2 separate regions of the Rattus norvegicus genome follow, and region 1 is linked to region 2. A link is a contact called in public Hi-C data. All regions are on one chromosome and are shown on one strand. Each heading gives the region's core, a stretch centred on a gene start, on an enhancer-like site or on the middle of the called end of the contact. The rest is flanking DNA. Distances are from core to core; before and after follow the strand shown.

Region 1 (4,496 bases), core at 936-3,435, 120 kb after region 2:
GTGGGAAGAAGGTAGGCGTGAGGGCTGGGGCAGACAGACCTGTCTTCTGCAGAACGCTTTGCGATAGCATAATGTGTCAGCCGCCTACTGTGGGAGGTAGAAGTGAGGCCAGATACAGCCAAGTTGTCCTTTAAACACACACACACCCTCTCCTGAGGTGGAATTTACAAGTGATCTGGGTGGGAAACAAAAGTGAAGTGTCCTGGGTGCTTGGGCGATGCCTGCCTGCTTCCACACACTCTTAGTTTCTTTTGGTTTTCACAACTGCCTGTAAGGAAATAGTGATCTCTACAGGGATCCCTCTGAAGGGGACAGTCAACGGACTGCATCTTCACATATTAAACATATCGAATTCTGTGGCCGATTTATTTGTTAACAGTCACAGGCAACACTTAGAGGACCTTGAATGGCTCAGGTAATGACTAGTATAGCTAATTCTTCCACACTGCAAAGGAAGTATTATTAATTACTGCCACGCCCATTGTACACATGACAAAACTAAGGCCCAAGTCACACGAGGGCAGGAGGTGTGGGGGCTTAGATGCAAGTTTCTGCCTGCATGGTTCCCACCCCTTCCCTGTCTTGCTATCATCTAATTTCCCTGTGAATGCACACAAGTTTCCAAGGACCAGACCTGCTTGCTGACTGCTACTTAAGCATTCTTAGCCTTCTTGGACCATTTTGATTAAACACTAGCCAGGTGGATCTGGCCTGAGCCGCATTTTGGAAAAACTTTGGAAGCTTTAATGAGTCTCGGAGCCAGACTGCATTCTAAGCTGCTTAGCTCAGAAACTCTAAGAGAGGGCGCTAAGTCCCCAGCGATGCTGAAGTGTGGCCAAGGTTAAGAACCACCTCCCTGCCAACCTTGACTGTGCTTGCTCATGGAGATGGGAGCCCCCTGGGAGCCCTTAAGGAAACCGAGATGGCTTTCAGTCCACCACCTCCGTCTGTTTACCAGCATCATTCATTCTATCTGCAACACAGAGCCCTAACGTAGATGTCTGTGTTCCTGAATACTCCCAGGAACAGGCTCCACTCTGTCCAAAGGGCTTCAGGGCAATGGGGCGGCCTGGCCTCAAACTTGTTATGTAGCTGAGGATAACCTTGAGCTGCAACCATATTGCTTCTGTCTCCTGGATGCTAAATTGGCAGGTGTGTGACCCGTAGCCTGCTAGCAGACACTTAGGAGGGGAGGAGAGGACAACTGCCCAGGACTTGTAAATTATGTTCTTCAGGATGCTAAGATGGGCAGCAGATGAACCTGTGTGGCTTACTTTCTCAGTGCTCAGGCGCATATGGGATGTGGATGGCACTTTTCGGAGAAAGCCCATCTGCCCATCTCCCAAATCTGTACCATGTGAAGATATATAGATTTATTTTTTTGTTTTTGCTTTTATTTTTTCCACTCAGGGTATCTTGGCTGTCCTGGAGCTCACTTTGTGGACCAGGCTGGCCTCGAATTCAGAGGTTCACCTGCCTCTCGATCCCCAGCACTGGGATTAAAGGCGTGTGCCACCACTGCCCAACCATAAATTGATTTTTTGAAAGCTTATTGGGATCAAACATTTTACATTGATGAAGGTGGTTTCAGAAAGCAGCCTGATATCTGGCTAGCCTGGGCTACATTTGGGCTGTGTGGTTGTATCTGTTTCTCAAGACATCCCACTCTGGCCCAGCTCTCTTTAGTAATGACAGGAATGGAATATATACTCAAAGTGTATTCCTTCCTTTTCCTTTCTGTGAACCTTCTGCAGGATGGCGGTGTCTATAGGAGCGGACTTGCGGGCTAATCCACAGTAATAAAGTACCATCCCTTAGGGCAGAGGGCTGAGTCAGCTAGGACTGTGCTTCCCAGACTGGCAAGGAACTGAGGGGTTCTCTCCTGGGGCCTGCAGCCCCCACACACTGCCGCAGGCCTCAAGTACTGTTTTCTGATAAATCACTGGATTTGACATGGTGAGAGGAGGCAAACTGAGCAAGGTGCTCAAGTAAATGTTTACACGGGTCAGCACCTCCCTCCCCCTCCCCACCCCCACAACCTAGCTGCACCCATTACTCACAAGGCCTGAGTGCCCTGAGCAGGGTGAAGGTGTCTTGCATTCACATTGGACCTTCTCCCTTACTTGATCCCCAGGGACAGGCTCTGCTGTGTCCAGAGGTTTTAAGGCAAGTGGACAGGGTAGGGCCTACTAGTGGTCAGATTCGCTTCTAATTGTGTCTGGGACAACAGAAACTCTGTTCAGTTCCTCTCTCTGACTTTGCTTTTTGCTTCAACTAAACTGAGTTGCGACTCACAACAAACTCCTGTCACAGATGTCTGCCTCTGTGTACCTGCGGGGAAACATGCCTACTCTCTAGTCCTCTTCCTCTCTGCACGGTGGAACTTTCCTTTTCCTTTAAGTTCCCAGATTGTTTAGCAGTAATTCTCTTGGTCATAAAAGGGACGAATTTCTGTCCCTTCCTCTCGTGGCCACAGACATTCCCTACCTCCGACCTCTCCCTCCAAACTAAGTTATAGAGTCGGCGGTGCCTTTCAGGAAGGCAAATTGGTTTGAGGAAGGAAGCCCAGCGCTTTTTCACGGTCTTAGGAACTCAGGCTTCCCTTAACTCTGCTCCGCCCCTCCCTCCTCTGAGATGCCCTCCCTCCTTCCTGCCCACCCTTAGTTAGCTCCGCCCTTCTTTCCTAGCGCTGTGCCCCGCCTTCTGCCCCACCTCTCACGCACTTGGCCCTTCCCCCGGAGCCTGGCGTCATGGAAAGGCGGGGTGGAGCAATGGTCTGAATACACTATGCCCGCAGGCCCCACCCTCCGTCAGGGTGGCATGTGCCGCCCTTGAGCGGTCCCTAGCGGCCTGAGGGCTCTGCTGACTCTGGGCTGATGGCCTCCGTGAACAGGTCCTAGGCTCAGACAGCAATCAGTAAAAGGCTACAGAGACATTTCTGTCTTCTCCCTGCGTGGCGATCTCTGGATCCCTTTCTCTGGCTCTTTTCCTCCGGCTGAGAAAGAGGCTTTTTACACTGGTGAAAAAGGGTTTTCAAAAGTCAGACGCTTTCTTGGCTCTTGCCTGTGAAGTGCGATTTAAAACAGTAGCATTTATCTTCTTCTTCTTCTTCTTCTTCTTCTTCTTCTTCTTCTTCTTCTTCTTCTTCTTCTTCTTCTTCTTCTTCTTCTTCTCCTCCTCCTTCTTTTTCTTCTTCTTCTCCCTCTCCTCCTCCTCCTCCTCTTCCTCCTCTTCTTCTTCTTGTCCTTTTTTGAAACGTTCACATCTGTTGTGAGTTAATTCAGAAAACAAAGTAAAAACCCTTGCAGTTATCCTTGATATGTTTTTCCTCACACATTGCTTGCTTTTATTATCATCCCTAAGCAGTTTTAAGTATATCCTTGAGCTACCCTGATAAGGAAAAAAGTTCATCTCTGATCTTCCTCCTCCCCCAAACACCAGTTAAAAGGGGAAGTAGAACGTTAAAGATATTATACCTCAGGAACCATTCCATCAACAGCATCTCAAAGACCCCCGGTGTCTGCCTTTATGTGGTTAATCAGTCCATTTTCTGCATGGAGGCTGAGAACTGATATATTTGGCTTGGGGTTGTCAGACTCAGGATACTGTAAAACCAGAGTGGCTCCTCTCTAAATTCCAGGAGTGTAAAACACCAGACTTAAAAGAGATCAAAGGCACCGAAGGGATGAGGGGGACACAGAGGAGGGCTGGCACGTTAGGAAAGAGATAGTCTTCTTTAGAATCTGGGTATGTTTTAATTTTCACAAATGGCAGGATTGCCATCAAAGCAAACACCAGGAAGATGTTGGGAGGCAGTAAGTGCTGTTTTGGAAAGGGACCAAGCACTAGTCCCTAGAGAAAGTGACTAGGGACTCCCACGAACAGTCTTTCCCATGCAGGCTTACCCTCAGAGTAATGCTTGCCCAGGGCTTAGCCCTGGGGATGCCCCTCTTCCTGCATCCTGGCTGTCTGCCCCTTTCTCTAGCAAAGAGCTATGATTGACACCTGTGAGCCCTTCTAGGGAGGCGTCAGTTTACACACAGGAAACCACCTTCCTGGTAACAGAGTGGCTTAGATTGAGTCTCCTGTGAACAAACCCCACCAAAGCCTTAGCTCAGCTCTGGTTTTTCGTTTGCTTGTTTTGTTTTATTCTTTTTAAAATAGGCAAATGGGGCCAGGTTGGTGGCTTATGCCTATAAACCCCATACTTGGGAGGCTGAAGCAGGAGGCTCTCCATGAACCTGTGCTACATAGTACCTTTTGGGTGAGCCTGGGCTACAGAATGAAACAGTTTCAAACGCATAATACCAAATAACAACAAAAGTATACATAAATGGAGCTGGACCTGGGTGATGCAGCTCATCAAACGCATAATACCAAATAACAACAAAAGTATACATAAATGGAGCTGGACCTGGGTGATGCAGCTCAATGGTAGATAAAGGGCTTGCCCAGCATGCATCAGTCCTTGGGTTGGATCCCCAGCAAGCATCACT
Region 2 (4,113 bases), core at 260-2,759:
AGTTACAAGCACTCACTGCTCTTTCAGAGAACACAGGTTCAATTGCACCACGGGTGATACAGTATCATGTGGCTTTCCATGAACCATAAACAGTATTGAACCATGTGCACACCTCTTTCTCTTCCCATGTGCTGTACAGCATTGGCTCATGGGATCAGAGCTAATTCGTCTTTGCCTGTTTGCACGCTGGTGCCTTCTTTCTATCATTAACATTTGAGGTCATTGGCAAGAAAAATAAACATCCCGGAACACAAGCACTGCAGCACTGGGCCGATAGAGCTGAGAAGGCTGCTGTCTTAGGGTTTTGCCGCTGTGAACAGACACCATGTCCAAGGCAACTCTTATAAGGATGTGATGAATTAAACTCTCATTTAAATGGGGCTGGCTTACAGGTCAGTCCATTATCATCAAGGTGGGAGCATGGCGGCATCCAGGCAGGCATGGTGCAGGAGGAGCTGAGAGTTCTACATCTTCATCTAAAGGCTGCTAGCCAAATACTGGTTTCCAGGAAGCTAGGATGAGGTTCTGGAAGCCCACACCCACAGTGACACACCTACTCCAACAGGGCCACACCCTCTAATAGTGCCACTCCCTGGGCCAAACATATGCAAACCGTCTCAGCACCGTGTATTAGTATATACTGGTGAAAAAGGAAATGTCTCAGCTGCACAGGGTAGGACAGTGGAAGATTTTGTCATGTTTCTCAGAATGGAGAATCATCTAAACATATAAACTTATTACTGGCATTCTCTCTCTCTCTCTCTCTCTCTCTCTCTCTCTCTCTGTATATGTTTCGATGTGTGAGGGGGGAGCTATAATTGACTTTGGGGTAATCAAAATTCTGAAAAACAAAAACTGGGCAAGGAACTATTTGAAGCCCCGCTTCCCCCCTTTTCCTCCAGACCTTGGCAACCACCATACCACTCTCTACATGATTTTTAGTGATGAGCCTGCTTGTGTCTGGTTCATTTCATTAGCATACTGTGTTCAGGGTTGCTACATGCAGCATGGATTGGAACTTTCTTTTTTCTTTTTTCTTTTTAAGCTGAATAGTCTTCCAATTGTGCGGCTACACTATCCTGCTCACCCACTGGTGGACAGTTGAGTCGCCATGTCTTATACATTGTAATCAACACTGCTGTGAGGGTGCATGAGCTGATATTTGAGAGCGAGCTCTCAACTTTGGCAGTTACATCCTGGGAAATGGAATAGCTGCGCCTTACAGCTTCAGGAGTAGCCATATTGGCTTCCTCAACAGGCAGCAGCTTTCAATTTTTACCCCAAAAGCCATCTTAGTGAATATGAGGTGTTGTCTTTGCTCCTTAAGCTTTAACTAAGACCCGGGTGTCCCTTTCAAATGTTAAACAGGTCCTTGGCCATTCTTTTCTGCAATTCCCTCCCCACTGTGTATGCACGGTTTCTCTCTGACTTAAGCTAACGGGGTAGGCATCCTCAGCCCAGAGGACAGTTTAGCCAGCGGGTGTATGAGCTCTGCACCGGGAGTGTGTGGGTGATTCACACAAATTCCTTGGCTTGTGAGGGATCTGTTCTTTAGTTTCCCCGAAGAGCTGTCCTAAAACTGTGTGAGCCCCCAGAGAATAGCCTTGAGAACTTCGGTCATATGGTCCTCACAGTAGGTCTACAGGTCATATGTTACACGATTATGAATGGAGCTCTAGAGGTCTTTACCTCTCTGACAAATAATGCAGGGGCCCGAGTCTGCGATGCTGGAAGGCGATTCTTGTGAAAACACACACATTACCTCACACAGTAGCGACGAATCCTAAAACCACCAAAGTTCATGAGGCCCGAGCAGCATACATTTTTCTCCTAATCCTGGAAGCGGGTGGCGGTCCAGGACCGCCTTGGGAGAGGCACAACCTGTTTGTCCTTGGGCAGACAGGAAGCAGCTTCTTTGCCGCTAGAGGGCGCCAGCACCCTTTGGTTCAATCTCTACAGAAACACTGGGAGGCGCCCCTTTCCTGTTTAGTTGAGCTTGCTGCTGTTGCGGCTCTCTTTAGGCCTTGACCATTCAAATGGGCGATCCAGTTTGAAACAACGAAGGGAACATTTCTCCCCCAAGGATCTGGGATGACATCCCCAGGAAATCAGGGTCCTTGTGGGTGTAGGAGGCCCCGCTAAGGGACTGAGAGGTCACCTTGCAGGTCACCACCATCAAGAGCTGGGACAGGGGAAGGAAATATACAGCCTTTCCTTACATTTTTGAGTCTTCAAAATCAAAACACCATTTCAGACTAAGTGAAGAGTGTGCTGTTGTCTAGTTGCACTCTCTGTGGTACTTTCTGGAAAGCCAAGCTCTGTGTGGGAGGCCCTGTGCACCCCTTTTCCTGTCTCTCCAGTGTAACCTGCCTCACATATTTGGATCCTGTGACCCTCCTAAGAGTTAAAGAACACCACCCCCAAAGAAATAGCTCCCCCTTCTTATGAGGTCCAGGGTGTGGCCCCACAATCTGCCTGCCCCTGAACATTCTATCTGCTCTTCAGGTAACAGACAAACCACAAGCCGAGAAAGTTTCCATCAGACCTTGTCCTCTGGAGCCATTTCGGTTTTAATATGGTAGTGAGCTGACAGAGTCTTCATTCTCTTGTGTAGTTCTGAGTCCCAGAGATGGGGCACCTTCCGATATCCCTTCTCACTTACTCCTTGCTTTCCAGTAAGGACTCACCGCCTCCCAGCACTGGTGCCCATAGTCACACAGGGGTTCAGACACCAAAAACTCCCTCTTAAAGAAGCAGGGCCGTTGGGAAAAGAAATAAACAGATTGCTAGGTCCTTGCCCTAGTTAGGGCTTCTACTAGGGCTTGCCCTAGTTAGGGTGATGGAACATCACCATTAGATTTTGGGGAGGAAAAGGTTTATTTCATCCTACAAATCTCAGGTCACATGCCACCATGTGTGAAGGGAAGCCGTGACAGGAAACCGGAGGCAGGAGGCAGAGGCTATGGAGGAGTGCTGCTTACTGGCTTGCTCCTCATGACTTGGTCAGCTCTGGTTTATACAACCCAAGATCATCTACCCAGGGGCAGCACTACCCAGAAAGGTCTGGGGCGCCCACATCAATCGTGAATCAAGAAACTATTCCTAAAGGCTTACCCACCAGCCAATCTGCTGGAGGCATTTTCTCAATTGAGGTTACCTCTTCCTGGATTATTGTAACTTGTGTCCGGTTGACAAAACTCTGACTAGTACAGCTTTCTAGTTTGTTCAATGGCATCTGGTGGTGTTGAACCAACTTCTCTTCGTTTGGGATATTGGCAAAAGGATGGAGGCATATTGCAGTAACCCAGATAAGCTGGTGCTATGATAACACAAATCAATTAATATGAATGCAAACTGTGTGCCCAGATTGGGCAGATCTACCACTGCATACCTCTGTTCCCCAGCTAAGACATATAAAGAGCACCGAGGCAACCCACAGAGGTGGGAGTCTGACTGTGGTCGGTTCACCAGGACAGAGGCCTTGGTGCAGCCAGCCCTCTGAACCGTGCTGCAGTTGAACAGCGGTCCCAAATATACCCACATATAGATCCCTGGGACACAGGACTTTGTCACCTGGTGTGTAAAAGAGACTGCACAGGTGTGGTTACGTTAATGTTCTCTGGATAATAAGATGGTCCTGGGAAGGGTGTCCTTGTGAGACAGGTAGTGTCTAGTGGCTGAGAAGGTAAGGGGACAGGTTCTCCTCTAGAATGGATGCCAGCCTGTGAGCAACTTCACTGAAACCCAGCGAGACTGATTCCAAAAATTAGACCTTAGAACTACAAGAGAATGGGTGTACGTTGTCTCAGATCACTGAAACTGGGGTCAGTTACTACAGAAGTGACAAGAAAATAGCAGCACCATCTAGCAGTCTCACCTCTTCACAAGACAGCACATTTATGCACATACACATATATATATATACATTCACATACATTTACACACATACATATACATATATGCAAACATACATACACACATACACATATATACACAGACTCACACAGACAGACACACATATACACATATACAAACATACACAGACATTCATACACATACATATATACATAGAGACATATATGAACATACATATACACATATATGCACATATAC

Evidence for each region. Hi-C and Micro-C count contacts between places; a contact is called where the count stands out from the background.
Region 1: a Hi-C map of Schwann cells shows a contact between it and region 2, with 5 times the contacts expected there. The contact joins two enhancer-like sites. A contact is called at or near these places in 6 of 12 Hi-C or Micro-C datasets (Schwann cells, hepatocytes, kidney and 3 more).

What each region holds. Positions count from the first base shown.
Region 1 is chr13:94,654,951-94,659,446 of GRCr8, forward strand. The region is part of intron 2 of Itpkb (inositol-trisphosphate 3-kinase B); the gene reads left to right. Among named protein-coding and RNA genes, the nearest start is that of Itpkb, 56 kb to the left of the region's middle. Within about 2 kb of position 2,186, at least 89 of the 93 cell types and tissues checked have an H3K27ac peak or open chromatin away from gene starts, as enhancers often do. A contact at or near this core is called in Schwann cells, where this site is marked.
Region 2 is chr13:94,533,897-94,538,009 of GRCr8, forward strand. No RefSeq gene overlaps it. Among named protein-coding and RNA genes, the nearest start is that of Psen2, 19 kb to the left of the region's middle. Within about 2 kb of position 1,510, at least 17 of the 93 cell types and tissues checked have an H3K27ac peak or open chromatin away from gene starts, as enhancers often do. A contact at or near this core is called in Schwann cells, where this site is marked.